Linked DNA regions of Rattus norvegicus: region 1 is linked to region 2. The links are chromatin contacts, called in public Hi-C maps. All regions are on one chromosome and are shown on one strand. Each heading gives the region's core, a stretch centred on a gene start, on an enhancer-like site or on the middle of the called end of the contact. The rest is flanking DNA. Distances are from core to core; before and after follow the strand shown.

Evidence for each region. Hi-C and Micro-C count contacts between places; a contact is called where the count stands out from the background.
Region 1: a contact with region 2 is called in a Hi-C map of liver, with 3 times the contacts expected there. The contact joins the promoter of Nrp1 here to the enhancer-like site in region 2. A contact is called at or near these places in 5 of 12 Hi-C or Micro-C datasets (Schwann cells, hepatocytes, kidney and 1 more).

What each region holds. Positions count from the first base shown.
Region 1 is chr19:73,255,292-73,261,712 of GRCr8, reverse strand. Nrp1 (neuropilin 1) reads right to left here and starts at 5,156. Exons shown (of 18, transcript NM_145098.2): 1 at 5,079-5,156; 2 at 2,807-3,341. The coding sequence starts at 2,879.
Region 2 is chr19:72,924,569-72,931,920 of GRCr8, reverse strand. All of the region lies in intron 3 of LOC103694361 (a long non-coding RNA gene), which reads right to left. Among named protein-coding and RNA genes, the nearest start is that of Nrp1, 330 kb to the left of the region's middle. Within about 2 kb of position 3,515, at least 16 of the 93 cell types and tissues checked have an H3K27ac peak or open chromatin away from gene starts, as enhancers often do. A contact at or near this core is called in liver, where this site is marked.

The sequences.
Region 1 (6,421 bases), core at 3,907-6,406, 330 kb before region 2:
AGGCTCTCTAGTTTTTAGGCTTTACTGGAAAATAAACCACTACCACACCACGACAAGAACTCAAATGCGGAAGTGATTCTCTAATAGCTAAATAAACCAGACTCTGGGCTGGTTTACAATTCAGCATAGCTCGCTACTGTCACTCTCTATGGGTCTCACACAGGAGAGCCACAGCCTGCAAATGCCACCCCATTTATTGATGCTTAATTTTAGGCAATAAAAATTTGGTGCATAAACTATGTAAGAAGTACAGGTACGAAACACTGAAATATATAAGCCTATCAATCACAAACATCCAGTAATGGTATATATAGATTTTAATATTACATCTAATAGATTCCCTGTGGAAAGAGAATGGCATTCTTTGCTCTCAGCATGAATTTATAAATCTACGGAATTTTATTACAGGAAAACCAGGTCAAATGGAAATGAAAGATGAAGTGCATATCAAAAATGCATAAAGCTACATGCATTACAGAAGTCATTTCCCATAAATTAAAAAGAAGACAATATAAATTATGTTGTTTTCTCCAATTGCTAGATGTTTCTGGCTGTTTCTTAGATTGGAGGGGGTTGGTCCTACACATTCTCTTCCCATTGGCTTTTTAAAAGCTTTAGGTCTTCAGGAAGAACTGATGCTGCAACCAATGTTCAGAATCGCAGCTAATGATGTTAGCCAGCTCGGTGGTGTGATTCTGCGGAGGCTCTGGCATTATTTTATTTTGTACAGAAATCTTGGAGAATGACACCCCCCCCCCCCAGCTCATTAAGTCACTCCAGTTCTGTGTAGCCACCATGGCATCTGTTAGGAGAGTGAAATAAAACAGTCGACAGATAGTCACTTCAGAAGACAGTGAGGTGGGGTTGGTACCACACCAGAGCACTTTAATCTGTGACTTCTGAGAAAGTGACAGTGTAATAAGATAATGTGGACTGCTGGACTCCCACATTCTGTTCAGTCTCTCTAACACTTGATTAGGAGAGAGCGATTCCTAATGACTGTGGACCATTAGTCCTAAATAAGGTTAATGAATTAATTTAGTAGACACTTACTGGGAGGAGGTGGATATGGTTTTAAGAGGACTACAGGCTTACTGAGGCATGTGTTGGCCCTGGTCACCTCAAGCATAGCAATAGGGTTTCAGTTGAGTGGAGTCCAGATTCCCAGCATTCCCCACATTTCTGCTAAGAAAATTAAAAAGTGTGTGTGTGTGTGTGTGTGTGTGTGTGTGTGTGTGTGGTGTGTGCTGTCAGAACTACACAAGTCTTAATACTCTTCACCTTGGCTATCACGACCATCTTCTGGGTACCCCAACATGGCTCTAACCCAGTGTTGTTCTCAATCTGTGAGTTGCTACCCCTTTGAGAGAACTCTTTCTCCAAAAACATTTACATGACAATTCATAACAGTAGCAAAACTACAGTTATGAAGTAGCAACAAAAATAATTTTATGTTTGGGGAGTCACCACAACATGAAGAACTATATTAAAGGATTGCAGCCTTAGGAAAGTTGAGGACCACCACTCCGTCCTTAGGCATTATGAAGGCTAACCATTTGAGGTCTAAGCATTTGAGTTCTTTTGCTTAGAGGAAATAGACATTTCAACCCCTGCCAGACTACAGAAGCACTCCACCAACTCAGGTTCATTAACAAATTGAACTCCACATTCATGATTTTTTTGAGTATTTGGCTTCCCTTCCAGAGTATATAGGAAGATGCCGCCAACTCGAATTCATTAATAAATTGAATTCCAGCCGTGTTCACAAAAATATTTGCATATCTTTTGAGAACACTGCTTGGTACCTGTTGGGGGAGATCTATAGTTGAAATCACAAAAAAAAAAAAAAAAAAAAAAAACCAGGGAAAACACATTAAGGAGATTAACTTCTATCATAAAAGAGTGATTTAAATTCTTCCTGGTAGAGCCCCTCCGCTCGGCTCTTATTAAAACAATATACCACAATAAGTAGTAGGTGCACTTTTTTCCTAATTACTTTGATCGAAATCTAAGCCAGACAAAGTAAACATTTAGCTATTAGTTAATATATAAAGCTAAAGATCTACTGTTCCGATCAGCCCTTGCCTAGCCTTCAGCACCTTTCCAGGAGACGCGGAACACATTCGTACCAGATCCCATTTTAAACACACTCTTTAGGTTCCAGGGTACTGTTTATACCCAGGATTGCCTTTCATTTACTTAACAGTGAGTGGTTTTAAAAGCCAACTGGAGACTGCAACAGGGGTTACGGATTCTCAGATACGCTGGTGCCTCGCACTGAATAGATCCAAAGCCTTTATTGACAGTGCGACTTTCATTCATACTTCAGACTGATCACAGACGGTTTACAAAGGCGGCAGAGAGAGTTCTAGCGCCAAGACTGACCGCTATCTCTTGGTGTGGCCCACCAGAGGAAACTGAGCAGGGATGTTTCGAGGAGAACCAGGAAGTCCTCCCGATGAAGTGTTCATTAACTCTCAGCAGCCATCAGATTTTTGAAAGGGAGTCTCATTTAATTGCCTCTGGGAGGAAACATTATTAAGATAATTGGTGTGCTGATCTGGGAAGGTAGGCAGCTCTGCCTCGAAACAGAGGCAAGAGAAGCCAGCAACCAACTGGAGCAGGGGGCGGAGGGCTTGTGGTCCTCCTGCCCCAGACACCCTGACTTCTCTGTTCCTTGCACAGGCAAGTTTCCTGCGTCCGGCAGTCGTGCGCGCGTCCCGTGGCTGGGGCTGGAACCCCCTCGCCCGAGGGAACCCGGCAGCCCCGGGCACTCCGGTCGCTCCCGCCTCCGGCTGTCACTTACCGCTGCGGAAAGCGCCCGCCAGGGCGAGGGCAAGGGCGAGCGTGGCGCACAGCAACGGCAGCCCCCTCTCCATCCTCCTTCGCCGAGCCAGTCCCCAGGCAGCCGCGGGAGAGCACGATTGAGGGAGGAAAACCCAGCAAACGGGAATCTTAACAATCCGAAACAACGCTCTTAAGTCCGCTTAAGAACCATAAAATCCTCAGCCGGTCTTGGCGGGGAAGGCTAGCGGCGAGGCAATGCCTGAATTCGCGAGAAGCGCGTCTCTTTTTGTGTCTCAAGTCGCCTGCATCCTGTCATTTAGCTCCGATTTCCTCTCCCTTTTCCCACACTTGTTCCTCTTCCAGGAGCCACTGCCCGGGCCATGTCTCAGGAAGAAGAAGAAGGAGGAAAAAAAGAGGGGAGGAGTTGCGAGGAGGAGGGGAGAGGGCGGGCGACACACCAAAGCCAATTTCTAGAGGGAAAGAAAAAAAAAATCCCGCTTGATTCTGGACGGGTTGGAGCCGAGGAGCTGGCGCCCAGAGGAGGTCCGGGTTGTCTGCGGGAAGGAGAGAGAGCAATGAAAAGATGAGCGGGAGAGCGAGGACTTTCTCCACTGGCACCCGCCTCTCTCTCCGACCTCCCCCTCCCTCCCAGATCCCTTCCCTCGCTTCCTCCCGCCCCCTCCCCGCACAGCTCTGCCAGTGATTGCCTGGCTGGAGATTCGGAGACACAAGTTTCTCTCTGCACGCTTTCTCCTTCGGTCCTTTGGGCTCCCCCCTCCACCCCACCTCCGGGCACCCTGCTGTGCTCTCCGCGGGAAGAAGGTCATTGGGGAGCCAGTAGTCTGTGCCCATAGCGCAAGGACACGTGTGTGTCAGGAGGGGCAATGCTAGTGGTACCAGCCCCAGTGATCAGCTAGTCTACCTTGGCGAGATCTCTGCACCCCAGGACTGAGCTAGGCTGAGGATCCCGGAGCCCAGGAGTTCTGAGAGCCCGGGGTTAGCTGCTACTTCAAGGAACTCCAAATCCCTAGTCACCCGCGCCCCAGGTGGTGTGGATCACGCGTCAGTCCTTGCTTTCACTTCCTGGGTGCCAGCCTGAGGTTTGGGGCGGGAAGCAGCCAGGCACTCCAGAATGCTGCGAGTAAGACTGTTGACCAGAAGAAGAAGGCTGTTCTGGGAGACGCGCTACTAGAGAACTGCGACCGTGCCTCTGCCACGTAAAACATAGGCAGACCTTCTTGGAGCACGGAGCCTGGCTGCAGCCGAACAAGACCACCTCGCCGTGCATAAAGGCGAGGCTGGGTACCCGACCCCCCATCTCCACCCCTGACGCTGCAGGCTGCATTGTTCCCCGAGATTTGGTGCCCTCTCCTTTGGGGTTACATGAGCCAGGAGGATGGATGGTGGCGCGCCTTTCAGCTAGGGGGCAGCCGCCAACAGACACAGAGCAGCCACGTAGAACTCCAAGAATCTGAATCAGGGGTCCAAGGTTCTAAGGGTGGAGGGGCCCATTTCTGTGCACCCTGAAGGAAGGACAAGACTGGCAAGGACCCCTCATGAGGGTGACAGGATGATCTTTGCAAGGGTCTCGTAGTGCCAGGTTTAGATTACAGGCAATTGTGTCTACTGGTCCTCCAGCCTCACCCGCCACCCACAGAAGAGGTGCGTCCCAGTCCCCCGCGTCTGCCCAGTGCTTCCCCTCCCCCACGTCGTCCGGTTCCATCCTCCAGGGCATTCCGAGAACTGCAGCAGGTGGTGTTTGGCTTATGAATAGCAAGGACACCCAGGGACTTAAACTGGTTGAGGCCTCTGATCAAGTACGAGTATAAGAGACTCTATGCCCTCGGAAAGAGCTGGTGGATAAGGTGAAAAGGTCATACGCCTTCTGGGAGGTGGCATTTATAGACACACTACCACCACAGAGACTAACTCCTACCTGGTGCAAGGGCTGGCAAAGATTTAGGATTGCTGGCAAGGAGACTCTGGTCAAAGGTTTTGGCTGAAAAATTAGGGTCAGTCAGGGAGAAAGGACACCCGGGGACACTGGTGCCCCAGGCCAGGAATCTGCGTTGGGTGTCTGGACTGGGCGCTGAACTGAAGCTTGTGCATTGCGCGGATCTCCAGCCTGGGCTCCGGCGCAGGACCCACTGGCTCCAGAGTCCAGCCTTCTTTTCGGCCCTGGTTACCGAGCCCGCCTCCAACGCAGCCTCTCCCTCCCTGCCCCACCGCAAAGCCACCCCCTTGTGTAGAGAGCCAGCCCTGGAGCGCCTCCGTTAGTCGCCACTAGCTACCTCTTTGGTTCTCTGACCCTTATGGAAGACCGGGTGGGTTGGGCGTGCCAGAAGGCTGGGAGTCAAACGCCTGAGTCGAGCGGAAGGGGCAGTCGCGAGGCCGTTGGCCCTCTGCAGGCAAGGTCTAGGCGATAGCCGCGCCCAGGGCAAAGCTGAGGTGGGAGGAACAAGAGTGGTGGCGGGGTGGGGAAGCTGGGGGTGGAGGGGAGCTGGCAATCTGCCACAGGGAGCGCGTGTCCCTACCTCCCTACGCCAGGCATCGGGCGCATCCTTGCCAATTCCAACTGTGCTGGGCAAGCCTCAGACTCAGGGTGACCCGGAGCCACCTTAGCCCTGGAGTCCAAGAGACCGGTGTCTCGGAGGACTTGGCGAGTCGACATAAAAGGGAAATCAGGCCAAAACTGTGGAGATCCAGATCCTTGTCTTTTTCGGAAGAGGAATCCCAATGCCCGGCTCGCTCGCCCAGGTGAAGCTGTTATTTAATCAATCTGCCCTGGGTCGGATTGAGCTAAGGGGTACAGGTGAGACACTTAAGTGATCAGCTGGTGCTCCCTGTGAAAGCCAGTTCCTCAAACCCAGAGACAAGGGGGAGAAAGGGCTTTGAAGCTTGGGGTACCAGTGAAGGACTCCTGTTTTTCTGGCTCAGTCCCTAAGTTCTCTTGACAGCTTTTCTCTAACTGGTAAGGCATGCCTTCTGTGTACTTTAGGGGAGACATACTTAAAACTCTCTCTCTCTGATTTTCCAGGACTAGGCTTATCTGAGGCTTCCCTAGATTCCTTTTTTTTCCACAGTGGGTGCTGCGAAATGGAACCCAGCCGCCCTAATTAGTAATTGTCAGCTCATGCCATTGGTATATTGCTAACCATTCTGGTTAACAGCCTTTTCCTGTGCCGTAAGATTCCATCAAGAAGAGATAGGCCGTTTAAGATACCTGCAACTCTCCACCCAGGGAGACAGACTGGCTTTATAGGAGAGCAAGTGTGAGACAGAGGAAGAATTTGGCAGTATTCCTAGTTTGATTTTATTTTGGTCTCGTGCACACATTCCTCCTCTTGATATCACAGATCTGCCTAGGAGACAGGGCCTGCTTCCACCTTCAGGTGATTTATCTATCTGCTGCCCTAACCGTGCTGGATAGAGGATGTCTGTGGTCAGTACCACCTCAGGGACTGCTGAGGATGCAACCTGTTTGAGCATGGCCAGTATGAACTAGCTGGGTGGAAACACCCTGCTCCTTTCACCGAACCACATCAATTTGTTAGAAATAAGAGGAGAGTCATTGCTCCCAGAAGGCCTTTGGAGCCACCTATTTCTGAAGGGCACAAATGGGGATGGGTACAAC
Region 2 (7,352 bases), core at 2,266-4,765:
GTCTCTGTTTTAATCTTTGCCTCTCCCTTCCCTGCCAAGGGTATTCTTTTTCCTCATTTAAAGAAGGAGTGAAGCATTCACATTTTGATCATCCGTCTTGAGTTTCCTTTGTTCTAGGGATCTAGGGTAATTCAAGCATTTGGGCTAATAGCCACTTATCAATGAGTGCATACCATGTATGTCTTTCTGTGAGTGGGTTAGCTCACTCAGGATGATATTTTCCAGTTCCAACCATTTGCCTACGAATTTCATAAACTCGTTGTTTTTGATAGCTGAGTAATATTCCATTGTGTAGATGTACCACATTTTCTGTATCCATTCCTCTGTTGAAGGGCATCTGGGTTCTTTCCAGTTTCTGGCTATTATAAATAAGGCTGCGATGAACATAGTGGAGCACGTGTCTCTTTTATATGTTGAGGCATCTTTTGGGTATATGCCCAAGAGAGGTATGGCTGGATCCTCAGGCAGTTCAATGTCCAATTTTCTGAGGAACCTCCAGACTGATTTCCAGAATGGTTTTACCAGTCTGCAATCCCACCAACAATGGAGGAGTGTTCCTCTTTCTCCACATCCTCGCCAGCATCTGCTGTCACCTAAGTTTTTGATCCTTAAGAACATTCTTAACAACCTGTAAATACACAGAGTGGAATCTTAACGTCAGCTTCTGCCATCCCCTCCATTCCAGTCTCTTCCTCTCACCTCAAACTTTTCTCCCGCCCATCTTTCCTTCTCGTCCACTGACAGGCCTTGTTCTATCTTGTACCTGCCCTCACCTGTATGACAATCCTACATTGTCTAGATCACACTGGCCTGTGGCCATGTCTGTGGGAGACTGCCTTGATTGTTGATCGATGTGGGAGTGTCCGATCCACTGGGAGAGGTGCCACCCCTGGGAAAGTGGTTCTGGTTGTATAAGAAAGTGGGCTGAGCATGAGCCAGAGGGAGCAGGACATTAAACAGCATGAACTCTTTCAGTTCCTGCTCGATTTCGAGTTCCTGCCCTGACTTCCCTGACTTGGGAGTGTAAAATTAAAACAAAATAAAATAAATAAAATTAAACAAAAACAGAACAAAACAACAAAAATGACTTTTTTTTCTGTCCAAGTTGCTTTTGCTCAGAGTGATTTATCCCAGACGCAGAGAAGCTCACTAAAGCAGCGTGTAACCTCTGCACATCTTCTATGTATTTAAATCTCAAAGTGACTAGAGCAGCCAATTTAGCATGCATGCCTTGTTTCCATACTGCTGTGCTGCTTATGCAATCAGCAAAAGGATATAATTCAGGACAGACACAATTGTTTCTTCAAATATTCTCAGCCTCGCTTGATTGGTTCCACAGAAGGGAACGCAAGCCTGTGAAGGGCAGGCTGGACTCACAGTGATATGGAAAATCTGCCATTTATTGAGCAATTACCAAATGTGAGTAAGATGCCAAGTGCTGTGAATGTATTTTTAAGTAGATTTTTTTAAAAAAATTAAAATAAGATGATGAGTTAACCTTGCAATCAAATTAACATCCTACATTTATTCTTCATTCATTCATTCATTCATTCATTCATTTAATTCAGTTTCTGAAATAGGCTATCACTGTGTAGCCCAGGCTAGCCTCGAACTTTGTTTTGAAAAATCATTTTGGGGTGTGTGTGTGTGTGTGTGTGTGTGTGTGTGTGTATGTGTCCATGTATGTATATTCCCATATGAATGTGTCTGTGTACCTGTGTGTGCACATATGTAAAGACCAGAGGTCAACATCAGGTAAAGTTCTTAAGTACTCTCCGTTTTATTGTTTAATTTTTATCTTATGTGTATGTGTGTGCCTGCAAGTCTGTATGTGAAACACATGATGTATATAGGTATCCTTAGAGACCAGAATGGGGTTTGGATCCCCTGGAACTAGTGTTACAGGTGGTTGTGAGCCACCTGATGTGGGTGCTAGTAAAAGCAGGTTCTCTGCAAGAGCAGAAAGCTCTCTTGACAGCTGAAACATTGCTTCAGCTCTTTGACCCCCCCCCCTCTATCTCTATCTCTATCTCTATCTCTATCTCTATCTCTATCTCTATCTCTATCTCTATTTTGAGATAGAGTCTCTCAATAATCCTAGAGCTTTACAATTGGCTAGACCAGACATTTTCCCTCCTCTGGACCTCTCTGGAAATATCCTCACAGACAAAGAAGAGCCCCAAGAATCCTTTCCCAGTGCTGGGATTATGAAAATGCTGGCCTCTATCCTTATATAAGATATCCTTATCTTCTTCTTCCTCCTCCTCCTCTTCCTCTCCCTCTTCCTCCTCCTCCTCATCCTCCTCCTCTTCCTCCTACTCCTCCTTTTATTTTTATTTAATGTGGATACTAGGTCCTCATGCTTTCTTAACAAGTGTTTTATCTCCTCAGTTCTGGCCTTAAACCCTGGTCCTTCTCTGCCTCACTGTGAAAACTGTCCCTGATCATAATACAATACCGAGGACTTCCTTTTTCTTCTGAGGTTGGAGGGTCATAGGTCCTTCTGTTCAGCAAGGGTCTTACAGACCTAAGTCATCTTGGGTCCCTGGGCTGTGTGTGAGGCAATTCCTCCCCTCTGTCCCCAAAGGTCTATGTCTGCAGCCCTGCTGGAGAACTTTCGCAAACATTTAACCCTGACCTTTACAGATCCACACTAAGCAAACTCTGATGTGCCCAGCCTTCTTTCTTGCTATTGTTGCCAGAGTCTGAGGTTTCCTCTGGAATCTAATGGAGTCTCACTCATTTCCTGTCCAGAGAGCTTTGGCATCCAGGGTGCAGACCCCTGGAAGCTGCAGAGGCTCTCAGCCCGGGTTCGGCTCTTCCTCTGGATCTTTTACCCTGCATCAAGATCTCAGGCCCCTCCTGCCCAGTGACCCCTGTCACAAGAACCAAAGCCTCTGGTAGGTGGCCATCTGGCCCTACCCCAGCCCTGTGGATGGTTTGGCTTCCACTCCTCTCCAATCCCCACGACCCTCCCTTCTCTGAGGCCCAGGAGGAAACATTTAGCTCCCAGCTGCTTGCAGCCTGGCCTGGCTCTTCCAGTCCCACTCTGTGTTCTGGGTTCACTTGGAATGGCTCTGCTTCTCGTTCCCAAGCCTTGTCCATGTGCTCTGTTTGAGACGGTGGCCCACTGCCACATTCTCTTTTGCTACATTTGAAATTATTTTAATTTGAAGTTGATGCAGTGCAGCTAATTCATTTCATTCTGCCAGACTCATAATGCGCTCTCTCTCTCTCTCTCTCTCTCTCTCTCTCTCTCTCTCTCTCTCTCTGTGTGTGTGTGTGTGTCTGTGTGTGTGTCTCTGTGCATGTCTGTGTGTCTGTGTGTGTACAGCATGTGTCTCTGTCTCTGAGTGCTGAAAGGAAAATTCCTTTCACATGGCCTTTGTCCCCAGAAATCTGAATATCTCTTTGTCTTGGCACTTGTCCCAGCAACACCATTTCATGCCCTTTTCTTTTGGCCTATTCTTAGGATATCAGTGTGGGGGTGGGGGAGTCCGGGTCTCTCACATTGGCTACAAAAACAGGACCAGCCCTCCTCCCCTTGGGTAGTCCATCCAGTCTTCCCTGGTAAGCACTCCACATTCTTTAGTCCTTTCTTCTGCTCCTTTTAGCCACTTTCTCCTGACTGTAAGCAGCTGAGATCCCTAGAGAGCCAGCAGCTCACCTCCAGGGTCAGCTCTTTGCAGTGAGGTGGGGGAATAGGATTAGTTAACCCAGCAAGCGTGCTGGTTTATGGGTCATAGTCGTCTTAGACATTAACCCTATCATTTTAATGTTTTGTTATTAAAACTATGATATTTTAACCCAGGAAAGTTAGTTAGGGAGAACTTTAATCCAAGATACTACAGAAGGGTGGGGGGACAGTAAAGTGCTTACTCTGCAGACAAGAGTTGAGTTCAATCCATAGCAACCAAGTGTGAGTAAAACGCTGGATGTGGTAGTGTGTGCTTGTGATCCCAGCACTAGAGAGAGACAAGAAGATCCTTGGCACTCCTAGGCCAGTCAGTCTAGTCCAATCAGAGTTTTCCACAAAGACTCTGTCTCAAACAAACAAACAAACAAACAAACAAACAAACAAGAAACATGGTGGAACATCATCTGAGGCGTCTTCTGGATCCTCCACATCTGTCTGTTCTTATCCTGCCATGTGCATACACAAATATGGATGCACACAAAAGTTGGGAGAGGGCATTTTCTTTTGTCCTTTTCTTTGTCAATGTGGCTTGTCTTTACACCTCTCTTGTGACACCAGACCCCAACACAGTTCCTATGAGATTGACCCTGATCTTGTGTCCTTGGGTAGAATGTATTTTTGGTCCAGTGACCACTTTTCTGGTAACACTGATGTTCGGCTGAACTGTCTGGAAGATGGAATGAGAACCTAAGACTAGCTTTAATTTCTGAGATGGTGGATCAAGCACATGTCTCCTCCTTTTTCTTTGATTTTAATTGAGGTTTCCTTACTCTTTGCTTTTCTCTGGGTAGGGTGAAGCAGCAGAGGGAGCAGGAAGGGATGAAATTCCTTTCTGTATTGTTTTTATTGATGATCCATCAGCTAACTTTTTTCCTGACTCTGTCCCTAGCTGCAGGGTACTCAAGGTCTCCCATTGTATCCCCAGTAATTTCCTGGGAATCTCAAACAAGAATGTTGACTTTGTCTAAGGTAAAGATGTCCTACTGTTCCATCTAGGGGTCTTTATCAGGGTTCCTTCTCTCTGGTAAAGAATCCTGCTAAAAAATTAAAGGTGAGAAAAATCTTGAGCACAACAGGGTTACAGTCAGGGAAATCATGGAGCACAGCAAACAGGAGCACACAGAGTCAGCAGCTGAGGAAAGGCTTTCATCAGGAGTGAGGAAACACACACATGCAGCAGACACACCCACAGAAGATACACCCACAGAAGATACACCCACAGAAGACACACCCACAGAAGACACACCCACAGAAGATACACCCAGCGCGCACACACACACACACACAGAGAGAGAGAGAGAGAGAGAGAGAGAGAGAGAGAGAGAGAGAGAGAGAGACTCTTCAAGAAGTAACGGGAGGCTCAGGAAGCCAAAGCCCGTCTTCTCTCCTTGAGAACTGGGAGTTTTTAAGTCTCTGAAGAGTTTTCTTCCCTAATTTAGGGTTGGTCAGTTTAAAGGAGGACAGGATGGTTGATTAGTCCACAACAGTTCTGTAAATGCATACAGATCTGACCTTTAACTTGCTAATCCAGTTCATCATCTGTTGGAAAAAAAGTAGAACTGTGTCACCAGACAAAAGACCGGGAAGGTCAGGCAGATTAAGAAACCCCGGCAATTTTCATAATTGAGAATGGTAGGGGTTGGGGATTTAGCTCAGCGGTAGAGCGCTTGCCTAGCGAGTGCAAGGCCCTGGGTTCGGTCCCCAGCTCCAGAAAAAAAAAAAAAAAAAAAAAAAAAAGAAAAAGAAAAAAAAAAGAGAGAGAGAATGGTAGTCGTTCAAATTTCATTCACAACATCCAACATGAGGACCATGACAACTAGTCATGTAGCATAGAGCCCAGAGTTCTCCGTGCTAATGAGGTATCTAGATGGGCTGCCCTGAGAGTTTAGCCAATAAGCTTCCCTTCCTAGACATTCCTTCCTACAAAAGATATTTAATCTCTGGTCCTCCCTGAGTAAATTGTACACACTATTTTCATCATGAATAAACAGTTTAAACAATCAAGGACTGTCTCTCCACACTTGATCTTAGCCAAAAGGCCGAGAAGCGATGGACTGTCTCTCTCATCAAGAACTGCCATGGGGAGAAGCCTGAGCCCCACTGTCTAAGTCTCCCATAGAAGGTCCCTCGGGCACTCATCCCCGAGCTAAGCTGGAGTCACCACCATGGCAACCCGCCCCGCGCTCATCGCTGGCGTACAGGGGCCGTTCTAACTCCTCATGGTTCAAGCAACACCGGAGCTTGGATACCCCAGCCTTGGCCTCAGCCTGCACTCTTTCTCACCTGTGCAGAGACTCCTATCTTAGGCTGCCTTCCACCTCCCCTGAGCAGGTATTGGCATTCCAGGAGCCCAGTACCACCATGGTAGAGAGAAAGGAATGTAGAATAGCACCCTTGCGTTTCCTCTTCCCCAGAGGTGTTCACACACTCCAGCCAGCAGCGAGGTGAAACACTGAACTGCAATCATCAGGGACCCTACTGGCAGGAGAAATAGCCTGCAAGGACTGTGGAGGATGAGGAAGAAAGCAGTCATTTTGGAAGTTCACCGTCTTTGTTACCTAGTCATGAGGCCCCTCCCTGTCTATTTGCTTATCAAGGAGTCTGTCTAACTCCTGCTCCCACACTAAACTTCCTGCACCTCTATGATCTAGAGTTTTCCTTATCAATTTTAACACAGTCTGGTGCTACTTGGAGCTACACTGCCGTCTCACTTAGGTTCCTTAGAACCCACCCCCCAGGAGATAGATCCAAACACCAAAATGGTGTATATGACGAGCCTACACCCATGCTTTTGGATGTGTCCTGTCTTTCCTTCTGAGTGTTTTTCTCGCAACCTTTGTTTTACGTCTAAACTAAAATATCTTGATTGAATGCCAACTCTGCTTTACACTGGCTAATCTTGAGATTCTTTGCAGTATTAAAGCTACAAATCCTAATTTAGCTTTAGTTGAAGTCCCTGTCTTAGAGTTACTATTGATATGCTAGAACACCATAACCAAAAGCAACTTGGGAAGGATAGGGTTCATTTAGCTCACATTTCTATATAGCAGTTTATCATCGAAAGCAAAAGTGAGGGCAGGAACTCACATAGGGCAGGAATCTGGAGGCAGGAGCTGATAGAGAAACCATGGAGGGGTGCTGCATACTGGCTTGCTCTCCATGGCCTGCTTACCTCACCTTCTTAAAGAATTCAGGAAGGTCAGCCCACCGTTAATGGGGTGGACCTCCCCCTTCAACACTAGTTTTAAAAATGCTCTACAAGCTTATGGGCAGATAGCCTGATCTCTCTTTGTTTTTGTTTTTGTTTTTGTTCTGTTTTTCGAGACAGGGTTTCTTTATGTAGCTCTAGCTATCCTGGAATTTGCTCCATAGACCAGGCTTGCCCCAATCTCATAGAGATCCAACTGACTCTGCCTACCAAGCCATGGGATCAAAGGTATGTGCCACCACCAACTGGCCTGGCAATCCTGCATGCCAATTTTATGGAAGATTTTTCTTACTTTGAGATTTCAGATGGTTTCAGTTTGTGTCAAGGTGACAAAAACTATGCAGCACAGTCCTTAAAAGATTAATGGAATCCCTAAAACTGCTACAGGTGGCAGTGGGGACCTGTGTCTCCTGCCTTTGTGCCTCTAGACACTGATAGATCACAGAG